Linked DNA regions of Mus musculus: regions 1, 3, 4 and 5 are each linked to region 2. Evidence: chromatin contacts called from public Hi-C and HiChIP or PLAC-seq data. All regions are on one chromosome and are shown on one strand. The core of a region is the stretch at or near the end of the contact, and the rest is flanking DNA. Distances in the headings are between cores, read along the strand shown.

The links. Hi-C and Micro-C count contacts between places; a contact is called where the count stands out from the background. HiChIP or PLAC-seq counts read pairs in DNA pulled down with a chosen protein or histone mark.
Region 1: a contact with region 2 is called in a Hi-C map of bone marrow-derived macrophages, with 43 read pairs. The contact joins two enhancer-like sites. A contact is called at or near these places in 11 of 484 Hi-C or Micro-C datasets (the HPC-7 cell line, Th1 cells, bone marrow-derived macrophages and 7 more), 5 of 115 datasets of contacts at active chromatin or transcription factors (CD8 T cells, T-cell acute lymphoblastic leukemia, bone marrow-derived macrophages and 2 more) and 5 of 9 other capture datasets (adipose tissue, embryonic stem cells, liver and 2 more).
Region 3: an H3K4me3 HiChIP or PLAC-seq map of bone marrow-derived macrophages shows a contact between it and region 2, with 5 times the contacts expected there. The contact joins two enhancer-like sites. A contact is called at or near these places in 4 of 39 promoter capture datasets (the 3T3-L1 cell line, the C10 cell line, the HPC-7 cell line and 1 more), 2 of 15 datasets of contacts at CTCF or cohesin (the NIH/3T3 cell line and large pre-B cells), 9 of 484 Hi-C or Micro-C datasets (CD4 T cells, CD8 T cells, the N1E-115 cell line and 5 more), 17 of 115 datasets of contacts at active chromatin or transcription factors (the HPC-7 cell line, SST interneurons, bone marrow-derived macrophages and 11 more) and 4 of 9 other capture datasets (adipose tissue, liver, macrophages and 1 more).
Region 4: a contact with region 2 is called in an H3K4me3 HiChIP or PLAC-seq map of bone marrow-derived macrophages, with 2.5 times the contacts expected there. The contact joins two enhancer-like sites. A contact is called at or near these places in 1 of 15 datasets of contacts at CTCF or cohesin (large pre-B cells), 1 of 484 Hi-C or Micro-C datasets (granulocyte-monocyte progenitors), 7 of 115 datasets of contacts at active chromatin or transcription factors (CD8 T cells, T-cell acute lymphoblastic leukemia, acute myeloid leukemia and 3 more) and 5 of 9 other capture datasets (adipose tissue, embryonic stem cells, liver and 2 more).
Region 5: a contact with region 2 is called in a Hi-C map of bone marrow-derived macrophages, with 2.1 times the contacts expected there. The contact joins two enhancer-like sites. A contact is called at or near these places in 4 of 484 Hi-C or Micro-C datasets (LSK cells, Th1 cells, bone marrow-derived macrophages and 1 more), 5 of 115 datasets of contacts at active chromatin or transcription factors (CD8 T cells, T-cell acute lymphoblastic leukemia, bone marrow-derived macrophages and 2 more) and 4 of 9 other capture datasets (adipose tissue, liver, macrophages and 1 more).

The regions. Positions count from the first base shown.
Region 1 is chr16:89,848,003-89,850,717 of GRCm38.p6, forward strand. Tiam1 (T cell lymphoma invasion and metastasis 1) reads right to left here. Exons shown (of 28, transcript NM_009384.3): 12 at 1,648-1,752. Among named protein-coding and RNA genes, the nearest start is that of Gm52239, 55 kb to the left of the region's middle. Within about 2 kb of position 1,394, at least 86 of the 459 cell types and tissues checked have an H3K27ac peak or open chromatin away from gene starts, as enhancers often do. A contact at or near this core is called in CD8 T cells, T-cell acute lymphoblastic leukemia, Th1 cells and 6 more, where this site is marked.
Region 2 is chr16:89,984,850-89,987,549 of GRCm38.p6, forward strand. It overlaps a transcript of Tiam1 not described here. Among named protein-coding and RNA genes, the nearest start is that of Tiam1, 25 kb to the left of the region's middle. Within about 2 kb of position 1,407, at least 121 of the 459 cell types and tissues checked have an H3K27ac peak or open chromatin away from gene starts, as enhancers often do. A contact at or near this core is called in CD8 T cells, T-cell acute lymphoblastic leukemia, Th1 cells and 8 more, where this site is marked.
Region 3 is chr16:90,136,935-90,139,634 of GRCm38.p6, forward strand. It overlaps a transcript of Tiam1 not described here. Among named protein-coding and RNA genes, the nearest start is that of Gm10789, 4.0 kb to the right of the region's middle. Within about 2 kb of position 1,372, at least 48 of the 459 cell types and tissues checked have an H3K27ac peak or open chromatin away from gene starts, as enhancers often do. A contact at or near this core is called in bone marrow-derived macrophages, double positive thymocytes and thymic regulatory T cells, where this site is marked.
Region 4 is chr16:90,166,631-90,169,376 of GRCm38.p6, forward strand. No RefSeq gene overlaps it. Among named protein-coding and RNA genes, the nearest start is that of Gm10789, 26 kb to the left of the region's middle. Within about 2 kb of position 1,256, at least 5 of the 459 cell types and tissues checked have an H3K27ac peak or open chromatin away from gene starts, as enhancers often do. A contact at or near this core is called in bone marrow-derived macrophages, where this site is marked.
Region 5 is chr16:90,186,275-90,189,025 of GRCm38.p6, forward strand. No RefSeq gene overlaps it. Among named protein-coding and RNA genes, the nearest start is that of Gm35714, 16 kb to the right of the region's middle. Within about 2 kb of position 1,422, at least 11 of the 459 cell types and tissues checked have an H3K27ac peak or open chromatin away from gene starts, as enhancers often do. A contact at or near this core is called in bone marrow-derived macrophages, where this site is marked.

The DNA of each region.
Region 1 (2,715 bases), core at 144-2,643, 140 kb before region 2:
AACCTTGAACTCCTAGAGGTCATGCAACTCTTCTGCCTCAGCCCCCTGAGCAGCTAGGGCTACAGATGAGGACTGTAGTGCTGAGCTAAGGCTTTTCTTCTTTGGCATGGAAAGGACTCCTTGAGTATGTTCACAGAACACAAACAACTGGCTATTTAATTCTCAGAAGGAACACCTTGGCTCCTGGCTGTTAATGAGACCAGCTCCATCTCCATCAACACAGTCAACAGTGGCTTAAAGAGTCGAGAGGTCATTTATGTCCTTTTCCCTTTGCAATATTTATGTATATGAGTGTTTTGCCTGCAGGCACATTTATGCACCATGTGTGTGCAGTGACTACAGAGGCCAGAAGAGGGCATCAGATAGCCCAGAATTACAATTGTGGATGGTGGTGAGCCGCCATGTGGGCACTGAGAACCTTAAGCTGGTTCCTCTGCAGGAGCCGTCCTTTTCTTAGTCACAGAACCATCCCCCCACCAGGCCCACTTTCATCCTCTTCCAACATATAACATGATCAGACTGCCACAAGAGAAAAATCCATATTTCCTCAAAAAAAAAATATAATACTTTAGAGATCTGGGGTGACCTTTTCGGCTGGCAGAAACACTCCAAATCATAACTCTTCCAGTGGAAACAACCACTTGTATCTGTTATGCGCTTACGGTTGTCGAGAGTTTCCTAATAGAAGAAGTATAGCTCAAGAAGTTGATTTAAAATGCCACTCCCTATGACATTCTGCACTGTGGTTCCTCTTTCCAAAAGGAACCTCTGAGCTGTACTTCCAGTTCTGCTTTCTGTGGGGAGTCACTCCCCTGTTTCTATCCCCAGCTCCACGACAAGCAGCTCTGTGTCCCCCAGAAAGATGACTAAGAACCGAGAAGCCAGAACATTCCCCAAGAGAGGCCCTTGGTCCCCAAACCACTGTTTATTAGAACTGAAAGATGCACTGCTCTGCTAAGAAAAGGAACCTGCCAGTGGTTACCAAGGTGACAACCGCTAACACCTACTGAGAAACCATCTTTCTGCCCTTTGTAAAATCCCAGAACTTTCGGTATTGGTGTCTTATGCTCGCCAGCCCCCTATGATTTGTATGCAGAAGAACTGATAATAATCTCAGGCCCAGATCAGAAACTGCGTTCTCTATCTCTAAGGAGACTCAGACATCCACAGATGTCTCCAAGAATCTGTGTGAATGCAGTTTCAGCAAGCTGGGTGATGCATTAGATGGATGGTCGGGGAGGTGGGGGAGGGGGGTGTTACACCCACAAGATTTACCCCGTCAGTTCTGATAAGATGGTAGAAGTTGCACAAAATTGGAGCGCTTTCACTGTGGCAACCGCCAACTGATTTTAGAGTCACCGATTAAAAAGAAAGGTGTTCAGCAAGAGTCTGTCCTGATGACTCAACTCTTATCTGAGCATCATCTGTGGGTTTCAACGTCTTTGGTGGCAGCGCAGCCCTGCTTTTTGGACAAGCAAAGGCGACTTTCCACTCCGGGATTTCTGTGATAAGCAAGGTTATTTCTGCCAGCTCTGTGGCTCTGAATGAAGCTCATTCCATCCCACCAGCTACAATTACCACAAGTACATGCACGATTTGAAAATTATCTCAGACGGGGTGTTCGAGGACAGTGGTCGTAAACATTACCAGCTCGTAAATGTCCTCCTCGGGCTGCGGGATGTAGAACTGCACTCTGTTCTCCATTAGGAATTTCAGGCGCAGGTAATGGGCGGAATGATCCAGTTGATGTGTCTAGGACAGGAAGGGAGGAAAATGTCTGTTTAGTAGTGAACAGGAGGGATTCCGTCCTCGAGAGATCGGGAGACTTGTTATCTTGTTCCCTAAGGCAATGGGGATGGGGGTTGGGTGGCAGGTTTCTATACTTAAAAAAAAAAAAAGGTTAGACTACAAATCGGACCTGGAACTCATTAATAAAATGTCATACGGATCATGCAACTCAGTGCAGAAAACTGAGCCACAGACCCGTGTGTTTGGTTTGAGTTTTCAACTGTATCTCTTAAAGAAGCTCTTGCACGTCATGGCATACACTCACATGGTGAGGTGGAACGGACACACGGAGGAACGGAGGAACAGAGAAACAGAGAAACGGGGTGGGGGGGGTTACAATGAGAGAGAAAACGGCTGCTGGGCCCCAGGACAAGTGTTAGGGGCTCACTGCAAGCCGGCCATCACACAAGCAAGAAGAGGCCAGGGTTCCAGCCTTGCTTATGTATCCCAGAATGGGACTCCCTCGGGGCTGTGAGAGTGCACCTCCAGCCTGGGATGCACAGCAAATGGCTTGGGAATTAGAGCTCTCGGGGCCTCACCGTTCCTCTAAGACAGCTCCGTGGATCTACACTAAGATACCATCCTGGAGTTAATCTGACTAAAGAAGAACCATGATTAATATGGTTTTATAAATATTTTTCAATCCACAGCCAAGAAGACACATGGGAGAAAACAAACACGCTTTTCAAATGTTAGAAGACAACAAGGAATTACAGCACAAGAGAGGATTTAAACGGGTAGGTTTAATTTTGAAGTGTCGTTATCGTTTGAAACTGCACCTTAAAACACTAGCAAGGAAGAGATAAACTGTTTGGAATTTGCTTCCAAAGTCATTCACACTTGGAGACAGAATAAACAAACCAATGAAACATGGTAATTATATATCCTATGCAATGGGCACACGAGGATGTATTACATGGATCTCAC
Region 2 (2,700 bases), core at 157-2,656:
TTGTTTTGTTTTGTTTTTCCTAAAGAAATGCCAGCCCACCATCTCCGGGGATAGCACGAAGTCTTCACATCTATAACACGAACCCACTCTCGTTAGAACAACACTACAGAACAGGACACCAAGTTCTCTGGTGGGAGAATCTGCAAGGCCTGGCAATAGGATCCAGGTTTGGCCACGTTAGTTTGTGCTTGCTTTTCTGTGCTTTCTTTACCCTTATCCCTAACCACATGCTCAAACAGAGATCAAGACTCCTCCTGCCCAGGGTCCAAGTGACTGAGGAAGCCGGCCAATGGTCCATACAAGCTAATCATAGAACTACCTTGAATTTTGTTCTTTAAAAAAAAAAAAAATTTGTTTTCTGAGTTTCTCTGTATAGCCCTGGCTGTCCTGGAACTCACTCTGTAGACCAGGCTAGCCTCGAACTCAGATATCTGCCTGCCTCTGCCTCCCAAGTGCTGGGCTTAATTTAAAGGCGTGCGCCACCACTGCCCGGCAAGAAATTATTTTATTGCAAGTTATTTATGTTGGGCAAGGGTCCTCAAGACAAGTTGCTTATGGGGTGGACAGAGGGCAACTTACAGGAATGAGTTCTCCACCTTTGACATGAAGGTTGCAGGGACCAAATGGAGGTTGAGGGGTCCAACCTTGTGTAAAGGCAACTGCCTTTACCTGCTGAGCCATCTGGCTAACTAACCCAGGTCTTGGTTTTTAAACATGAATGTGTCCAGCTTTGAACAACTTTGCTTGGGCTATACTGGTCTGAGTCAGAACAACGGAAACCTGGAAAACAGGGGTGTCAGAGAGATCCTCTCTGCATCCTCTGCTCCCCTAACTCCAGCCTCTCTTGACCCTCACCCAGGAAAACAAGTGCCACATTAGCAAGCCTTCAGACCACTGGGGCTTCTAGTCCGGCAACCCTCAGGTCTCACTCATGATGTATGGTACTCGATGGGTGTCTTGAAAGGGTTTTACTGTTCGGTTGCTCTGCAGTGATAAGCAGTGGAGGCTGGCCCTGCTAGGAGCACCGCTCTCCACCCCACATTCTGTGTAGAACATGTTGCCACTCCCCAGAGCTTTCTCTGATTATGTCCTTTCAAACAACCTTCGGTGACTCGTGCTGGCCCAACATCCTCATGTGTTTCTCTGTCGAATCTTTCTTTTTTTCCTTTCCCAAACACTGAATAGTCAGAGGATGGCTAGGATAGACTTATCTCCCTCCCACCAGTGCCTGAAAGCGGAGCGGTAGCTACAGCTGCCTTTGCCAGCCTTGAGATTACGATCTCAGAGTTCTTCCAAAGAAAGCTTTCTGGTTTGGAGGAAACCAGTTGCTTGGGGCAACCAGAGGAAGTGCCCTTGAAACCACAGGCAGTGGAGCCACGAGCAGAAAAGCCTCTTCCTGTAGCTCTGCTGAGGGGCTCTGCTTAAGGAGAGATGAGTGGTGTTGGGTTCCAAGAAAGAGCCACCAGGAGCCAGCGTGACCCGTGACAACGCTGCTGAACCCTCGGCTGCATGGGTCTTATCGCTGACTTTTATATTCACACGTCACTCCGTTATCTCTGCCAGAAAGCATGAGGTTTCAGTGTTACACGGAACGGTCCAAATGCAGGCACTAGCCTGCAGATTTCTCAATATTTCTCTGTATGGTGAGCTTCGCAGCATCCCAGGGCCTAGAAAAGGATGAAAGACCCTAGCCCTGCACTGTCTGCTTTCCTATGGATGGCCCAAAACAAAAGGATTCCAACTGCGACAAGTCTGTTAACCAAAGCGCCATTTACAAATTGCTGGTGGAGTGTTCTCTCACAGATCAACGGACAGAGCTCCTCTTCTCCAAGTGCAGCGGAGAGTACAAGAGAAGTCCTGAAAGGGCCTGGGTGAATATCCATCCACCCGTGTACTCCTCCGGCCTCTATAGGGAGCCTGATGAAGGCCCTGTAGGAGGCAGCGATGCCTGCAACCCGTGCCACAAGCAACTGAAGGCAGGGCCGGGGAGGAGAGGAAGCTGAGTTCACGCATATGGTGGGAACTGATGCATGTACGTCATAGGTGGATTACGGACGGTACAGCTAGAACTACCTGGGCTTGTGCTGGCTGCATCAGAACAGGGGCTAGAAAACCCTAATGGGCAAACTCTCCTAGGCTCTGGAGAACGTGTCAACAATCAGAGAGTACAGGCCACTGAGCCAGTGTGGCTTTGTTCCAGTATCACTTTGCGCATGAAGACTGAAATTCAAATTTCACATGCTAGTCAGTCACATGACACAGACTGTAACAGTCCTGTGCTGCCTAACAGGAGGCGCGAGTTCTGGGGGGAGCTGCACGGGGCCATGATTTCCTCACAGCAAAGACACCTGAGACCATCCCCCTCAACTAAGCCAGCCACAGCCCTGCGCGGTGCTCAGTACTCACCAGGAGGCACTGGCACATGTGTGCTGTCAGCGACCAATGTGGTATACAGTACTGCTCATCTGGTCTTTTTTCTCCCAACCACTTAAAAACCTAAGAGGCCTTCTTACGTCAAGGACCTTACACTCAGAGGAACCCAGAAGAATCCGGCCCTCGGACCAAGTTTGAGAACCCTAGATCTACAGCGCTACAGATAGTCCAGAGAGAAAGATTCCTCTCAGCTCCTGAGAGTGGGGGTTTTCCACTCTGGGCTGGGCACGCTCTCCTTATAGCCTCTGTGCCAGGGATAGGTGGGGG
Region 3 (2,700 bases), core at 122-2,621, 150 kb after region 2:
CAGCCAGGGCTATACAGAGAAACCCTGTCTTGAAAAACCAAAAAAAAAGAGAGAGAGAGAGAGAGAGAGAGAGATGGACTACAGACACATGCTTCCAGAGGAAGGATGCTTAAGGGATGATATGCTGGGGCTCAGGAGACGGCTCAGTGAATAAAGTATTTGCAGGTTCCTGGCACTCACATAAAAGCCCACCTGTGACAGCTGGCCTATGATCCCAGTGCTCAAAGGATAGAAGAGACAAAGCAAAGGCTTCCCCAGGGCCGGAGGGCGGGCAGTCGGGCAGGTGGGCAGGTGGGCAGGCAGGCGGGCGGGCGGGCAGGCAGGCGGGCGGGCGGGTGGGCAGGCGGGCAGGCTAGCTGACTAACCAAAGCCTTGGTTATAAATAAAGCGGGAAGTGGTCAGGCAGACACTCAATGCCAATCTCCGGTCTCCCCACGAGAACTCATGCAGAGCTGAACACCCATGAGCCCACCCATACACGTGCAAACACAAAGGCACACGTAGGCATACGTGACACACAGATACAAACGCAAGAAAAACTAGGCTAAGCTGTCCACGGCGGCACGGATCTGTGATCCGAGCACCAGAGAGGCTGAGGTGAGTGTCGTAAGTTCAAAAGCAGCCTGTGCAATACAGCGCACGATCTGTGTGCCTGAAAAGGAACAGGAGCCAACCCCGGAGTCCCCAGAGACAACTCCCACTGGAAACCATCGCCTGGGGTGGGGGGCAGCCAGGGACACAATCCATCCAACCCCCGTGCTGCCGGTGGATGACAAAAGCCCAGAGCTGAGCCAGTGTGGTGGCACACATCAGGGAACTCCAGCACTTGGGAGGCTGAGTCAGGAAAATCTCAAGGAGAAGAAGGTCAGCCTAGGCTACAGAGCAAGAATGACTCAAAACAAACAAGCAAAGACAACCCACAGGGCTGGTAATACGGCAATAATACGGCATATCACAGAGAAGAGGTTGTGAGGTTTGAAAAATGACCTGCCAAGGCCAGGCCTGAGCCTGAGATCCCTCCCCACAGACCCTGGAGCCTTCCAGTAAGTAGGGGGACAGGAACAGCCTGCAAAGCACCCACCCTTCCCTCATGGCCGCTCAGACACCAGTTCAGATGAGCACATCTCCACCTCCTGCCCTCCTCCTCACCGACTCCATCTCCACAGCCCCCAGACCTCCACCGGGAACACTCCTAGACTGGGCCTCATCCTGACGACCTTCCACCTCCCTGGGCCGACCTGCCAGGTTGCTGGGCCTATTCTCACCTCCGCAGAGCTGACGCAGGAAATCTGGAGCAGGAGGCAGACTTGATCTGTGTTGACGAGGTTCAGAGCTCTAAGGAAGATGGGAGAGTGGCAGGGGAGATGGAAGTGGTCCCCAGGGGTGGCAGATTTCACAAAGGCAGCCTGTTTCTACAGGATATCCTGTCTTCCCCCACTGCGGCAGAAGTGCGTTTGGGGCTCCTAAGGAAATGCAACTGAAAGTCGTTAGCCTAGGAGACCCTCCGCTCCACGCCATGCCAGGCGTCAGGCGGGGGCTCAGGCCCGCTGCTGCAGCCTTGTAGCCCCTCCCTCACAAACTGTACACAGCAAGTCTCCTTAAACTAGCTCCAAGACCTCAGGCCCAAGGATTGTTCCAAACCAGACTGACCTGTAGATCCATGGATACAACCACACACACACACACACACACACACACACACACTGTCGGTTCCAACAATACAGACCCATGCCACATTTCATCTGTAAACAAGACACAATAAGAAATTCACTACATGGGGCGGGAGAAAAAAAAGAAAAGAAATTCACTACAGAGCCAGGAATAGTTGATTTTCAAGACAGGGTTTCTCTTTGTAGCCCTGGCTGTCTTGAAACGCACTGTGTAGACCAGGCTCACAGAGATCTATCTGTGTCTGCCTCCCAAGGGCTAGGACTAAAGGTGAGCACCTGGCTGACTGCTGACAGTGGTGGTGACAGAGGTTGAGAAGTGTATAGAAGGGGGAACTGTGCCTAATTATTAATGTCTTGTACACATTTACACAGGAACATTGTGAGTTCCGACACATCCAGGGTTTCAAAGTAAGAGTCCTAACTCAGAGAGAAAGAAGGGGCCAGGAAGAAATCACAGTAACTAAGACAATTGGTCCAAGGGTGTGGCTTAGTGGTAAAACTTAGCTTATGCAAAGCCTTGGGTTGGAATCCCATGACTTCAAAAACAAATAAATAGAATAGTCACAACCACATACTTTAATAAAAGCTATTTAAAAGGTAAGACTCATCCCCTTAAAAAAAAAAAAAAACACAATAATTTCCCAGGTATGACAGCACATACCGGAAATCCCAGCGTTCAGGAGTCTAAGGCAGGAGAATGGAGAGAACTGAGTTCAAGGACACCCTGGACAAGACAGAGATACTCCATCTCTAATGACTGTAGTAACACTGCGATTTGTTTCTAGATCTTTATACTTAATGTGTTTGGTCTATCATAAGCAAAGAGTAGCTGAAGTAAAACTGTAGCTAGAGGGACAGCGTGAGCCTCTGGATCATTGGTAAATCCATTCTCGAGGCGGCAGAAACTGGAACCGATACATGAAGGTTGTTTGGGGGAGGGGGTATCTTATTTTGTTTTATTCGAGCCCACCCCCCACCCTTCTTTTATTTCTACTTCCCAACTTAAAACGTTCCCAGCAGGAAACATCGG
Region 4 (2,746 bases), core at 6-2,505, 180 kb after region 2:
CAGCTCTCTCTCCCCTGAGGTCTGTCAGCAAATCCACTCTGCTTGGCCTCCACGATGACACTGGCCTCTTTGTGCCCCCTTTGATGGGGGCAGAGGACTGGGAGGGACAGGGGACAACGTGGCTGAGGCTGCACAAACCGAGGAGTTCCAGAAGATGGGACATCAAGTCTCCTGGACACCCCTACACCCAGGCACAGACAAACCTTTGTTTAACCTGATACGCTCCAATTTCTTTCCTCCTCACCAGCTTCTAACAGATCCAGGGAGGGGGCTTTGGTGTCAAGTGCTGGAGAGGGATTCCTTAGTTACCGTGGTGGTAGAACGTGTGACTCTCTTAGATTTTATCTAAGATAGACAATGTATCCCACAGAAGTTCTGTCAGAACCAGGAGTAGCATTTAATCAGAACCAGGGAGTACCCAGAATGCTTATCTAGCTTTTAGTTTTGCTAAGAAGAACAAAGCTTAATGCAAATAAAATAAAATAAAATAAAATAAAATCCTGGAGCAGTGTTTTCCTTTCTTTCCGAACTGGGGCATTTTGCATAAACGCCCAGTGTTGACTCCCTCTCCCTCCTCCAGCTTCAATGTATTAGACAAGTCACTGTATTCTTTCTGTACCTTTACTTTCTCACCTGTAAAATGGGAGAGTTGACAGAAACAAAGACTCCTCTGGAAGTAAGAAAATGCGTAAAGGGCAGGGGAGCTGACTTAGCAGTTGAGTGATTGATTACTCTTCTTGCAGAGGACTCGAGTTTGGTTCCCAGCATCGACCTATGACTTTAGCTCTGGACTCCTCAGGCATCTGGGCTTATGTATGTGTGAGAGGCCGCACTGCGAGCACACACACACACACACACACACACACACTTTAAAATAAAAGTAAATTCTAAAAGAAAGACAAAGAAAATGTGTGAAAACGCCATCTGAAAACTGAGCCCTGACAGTGCTGTAATCCCAGTACTTGAGGCGTGAAAGCAAAAGATTCAGGAGGTGTTAGTCCAGTAGTCCAGCCTGGGCTGCACAAAATCCTGTGTAAAAAGCCAAAGGCCAAACCGAATGAACAATAACAAAACCCCAAGAGCCACATTTCCAGCAAGACGTGAACAAATGCTTTCAAAATCATAAAGAACAAAGACTGTGAAAGTACTGGGCAGGAGTCCACTCCGCTGTCTCCGTTTTGGAAACATATCTAGGGTCCTAAAGGAACAGCGTCTAACGTGCCTCTCAGAGTGCACTGCTGACACCTGCTGGCATATACTGGTATTACAAGGGTGCTAAGCTTGGAAATCCCTTTTTGTGATGAACAGGAGAAAACTGGACCGATTTTCATGCACATTGTGTTCCTCGGGACCAGGAATTTGGACATCACCGGGACCTTGTGGAAATGTACATATAGTCTCTGCGTTCTAATGAGACCTTCCCTGGAGCTCTCAGAGCAGACTCTAGTAATCTGTGACTTTTAAGTTGGGTGGTACAATGGTGAATTCTTATCATGCCAGCACTTGGGAAGCAGAGGTAGGAGGGCCACAAGTTCAAGGCCAGTCAAGGAAACAAATGGATATATGACCTCAAAAATAAACGTTTAAGAAAGAAAGAACAGACAAATCTTCTAGCTGGAAATGGTGGCATAGGAGGATCAGGAATTGGATGTTCAAGGCCAACCTCAGCTACTTAGCAAACCTAAGGCCAGCCTGGACTACATGACAGCTATGTCTCTAAAATAGATGTGTTTGGACTACAGAAAGTGACTAGGTGTGGAAAGAAGAAGGTACATCACAGAAAGGATTTCAAGACCTCTCAAAGGGTTCTACTGTGCCGGCCCAAGCCCTTTGGTACATACTTTCCAGGTACACAGAGTCAGGCTCTCCCTGGCCCAAGCCCTTTGGTACATACTTTCCAGGTACACAGAGTCTAGCTCTCCTCTCCCACATACACTGTTTCTCTTTGTTAAAACCCTATTTCCTACTTACTCTACTGAACACATTTTTCCTCTCACAGGGAAAATGTACAGGTTCACAAGGAAATGATGAGGAAGCAGGCCTCCCCATCACAGAGCATCCGCCTCACCCTCAGGACTTTTCGTTCTGAAGTGGCTCTAAGCAATCCTTTATTCACATAGCAGTGAACTTTGAGTTGTTCAAGCAAAACATTACACAAATGAAGTTTATCAGTTGAATTCAGTGGTACGTTACAGAAGAAAAATATAAGCTGCGCCACAAGTTCTCAAACAGAACAGGAAATCAGGCCATCAGGGAATCCAGGAAGCTGGTGTTTCCAGGACAACACCTTTAGAGCAAAAAAACATTTAGCCTTTCTTGGGTAGCCAATCCAAGCATCTATTTGCCTCAGCTTGAGTAGACTTCAGATCTCAGCTCTTCTCCCTGGAGACTAGTGGATCTCCCGAAGAAAACAGATCTGCTACAACTAAAAATGAAGAAAAGGATGACAGGGCAAGGGTATCAACGACCAAATACTGGCAAGTAATGATGTGAGGGAGGAAGGATTGTACTAGCTCATGGCTCGAGAGTGAGCACCATGGTGGCAGGAAAGCTGCCGCTGTGAGGCCAGGCCCATGGGAGAGGAGTGTGAACCTGCTTCCTCACATGTCAATCATCAGGAGGCACAGAGATAGAGAACCCATAAGCCTTGACCGTATGACCATATGACCCTGTAGCCATATCTCTGCCAACTAAGCCCCATGTCAGAAAGAAAGGAAGAAAGAAAGAAAGAAAGAAAGAAAGAAAG
Region 5 (2,751 bases), core at 172-2,671, 200 kb after region 2:
GGCTACTCATCTTTAAGATCCAACCCTAGGAAGGCTGGAGTGGAGGGGAGGAGTGACTGTCTCCATTGTGTCTTAGTGGATTCTGAAGGACCGATCAGCGAGTCTGGGCTCAAGACAACAGTGAAACCTTGCTGCCACCTGCTGGCCACTTAAGCCATCGTTCTGGGACCTTTGATGATCAGGAGCTAGCTTTTCTGGTATTTTGGATAGCTCATCTTTTCTCAGCACTTTTATGCTTGGCAGTTTATCTGAGCATTCTGGGTACCTGTCAATAAGAAGATGTGATTTCTTATGTCAAATCTGTATTATCATATTTGGTCTATAATCCTGGGAAAACCCAATAAAACCTGCTTTCATAAGGCAGTGGTTGAAGAAGGTGAGTATATACAAGTGTATTCCTGAAGTTCTAATGCCAGTGCATTCACCAACTGGGTGGCTTTGCCAAATTACTTCACTGTTCATAGCCTCCCTGTTCTCTGATTTAAAACAGAGCTGATCACCAGGTCTGCAGACACCAGGGACAACCTTTCAAACAGAAGGGAGGTGCTTGCTCAGTTGACTCTGTCCCCTGCCCATGAAGCTGTTCTCAGCTCCTGGGGATCCACCATCCATCTGGCAAGGGGGACACTGTGCCCCAAGGTACTCAGAGGCACTCCTGAGGAGCTGCCGGATTCCTGTCATTTCCCACAGTCCTTTGCTGATCCTCATATCCTCTCATCTTGATCACACTCTGAGGATGGGAGTCACCCCTGTTCATTGTATGCATGAATGTCTGTGTGTGTCAGAGAGAGAGAGAGAGAGAGAGAGAGAGAGAGAGAGAGAGAGAGAGAGAGAGATCGTCACTCAGTTTCTCTCTCCTGAACCCACACGTCATCCCTTTAAGGACACTAGTGTGTGAACATTATACTTGCTAAGTATATGACATAAAATCTGAAGGGTCCTTTTCAATGGTGCCTAAATGAACAGAAAGTGTTACCCTCCTAATGTCTGCTAGCTTAGCTTGCCACCCCACACACTTTGCTAAGCTTTGCTCCCAAACTATAGGTTTTGAGAAGAAAATTACTAACAGCCGAGCTTGCCCAGCAAGGCCATGCCTCTAAGCATTAAAATAAAAAGGATGTAAGACATAGAGATGTAATAAGACATTGATTGATTATTACAAATAAGAGAGAGAGAGAAAGGGAAGGAAGACTGGGACTTAGATGGCGTGTAGGCAGGCTGTGTCCTCCTGATTATGGTAAGAGGAAATGGAGGAAGGGTCACGGGGTCAGAGTTCACAGACTGTTCGCTCCACTCAGTCTGTGTCCACCCGCCTCGGGGCCTTGCAGCCTCATAAAACGAGTGGCCTCGCTCCTGCTCTACTGCTCTTATGGATCGTGGTGACATGGGTGGGAATTTCCCAACAGGCTCAGTTGATGGCGCTGTTTGGTAGGTCAAGTGTGGCCTTGCTTAGCCTGGAGAATACACAGACCCACCCACTTCCGATCTGCTCCCTTTAATTCTGTTTGCCACCAGGGATAAGAACTCTGAGCTTCTGCTCGCGCTTCCATGCCTACTATTGGCTGCTGCACCTCGATGCCGTGATGGACTCACACTCACACACACACACCCGAACCACAATCCAAAATAAGCTCCTTCCTCTATAAACTGCTTCTGGTGGGTCATGGTGCTTTATCCTAGCAAGGGAACAGTATCTAATATGTCAGGGTCATTTGCTTCTCACGTGGTTTTTTTTTTTTAAAGATTTATTTATTTATTTATTTTTTTGTCTATTTATTTAATGTATGCGGGTACACTGTCACTGTTTTCAGACACCAGAAGACAGCATCGGATGCCCATTACAGATGGTTGTGAGCCACCTTGCGGTTGCTGGGAATTGAACGCTCCAGCCCCTCTCACACAGTTGTTTCCAGGTTAGCAAACGCGGATGATAACCTACTTGAACTTGTTAGCAAGGCTTCCAAAGACATCTATTCTCAGGAACTTGGTCTTCTGTAAAGCATGTGAAATACAAATCAAAACAGCTAGCTCCTGGCCGGGCAGTGGTGGCGCATGCCTTTAATCCCAGCACTTGGGAAGCAGAGGCAGGTGGATTTCTGAGTTCGAGGCCAGCCTGGTCTACAGAGGGAGTTCCAGGACAGCCAAGGCTATACAGAGAAACCCTGTCTTGAAAACAAAACAAAACAACAACAACAAACTCAGCTAGCTCCCATTAATAAGGTATACATCCTAAGAGACTTTTTTTTCTATATATAAACATACGTGATAGTTTTACATGTAAACTAGGCACAGTAAGAGATTAACAAGATCCAAAAATAAAATAATTGTCACAATACACTGCAACAAAAATTATGTTATAAGAAAAATAAGATATGAGGTTATCTTTTAGGAATTTCCAATTAATATTTTCAAGCTTCAGATGACTGGAGTAATTGAAAACCAGAAAGTTAAAGCTTGGATGTGGAGACGACTACTGTCCATCACTGGGAGGACTACTGTCCATCACTGGGAGGACTACTGTCCATCACTGGGAGGGCCACTATCCATTATTGGGAGGGCCACTGTCCATCACTGAGAGGATCACTGTCCATTACTGGGAGGATCACTGTCCATCACTGGGGGATCACTGCCCATCACTGGGAAGATCACTGTCCATCACTGGGAGGATCACTGTCCATCACTGGGGGATCACTGCCCATCACTGGGAGGACCACTGTCCATCACTGGGAGGATCACTATCCATTACTGGGA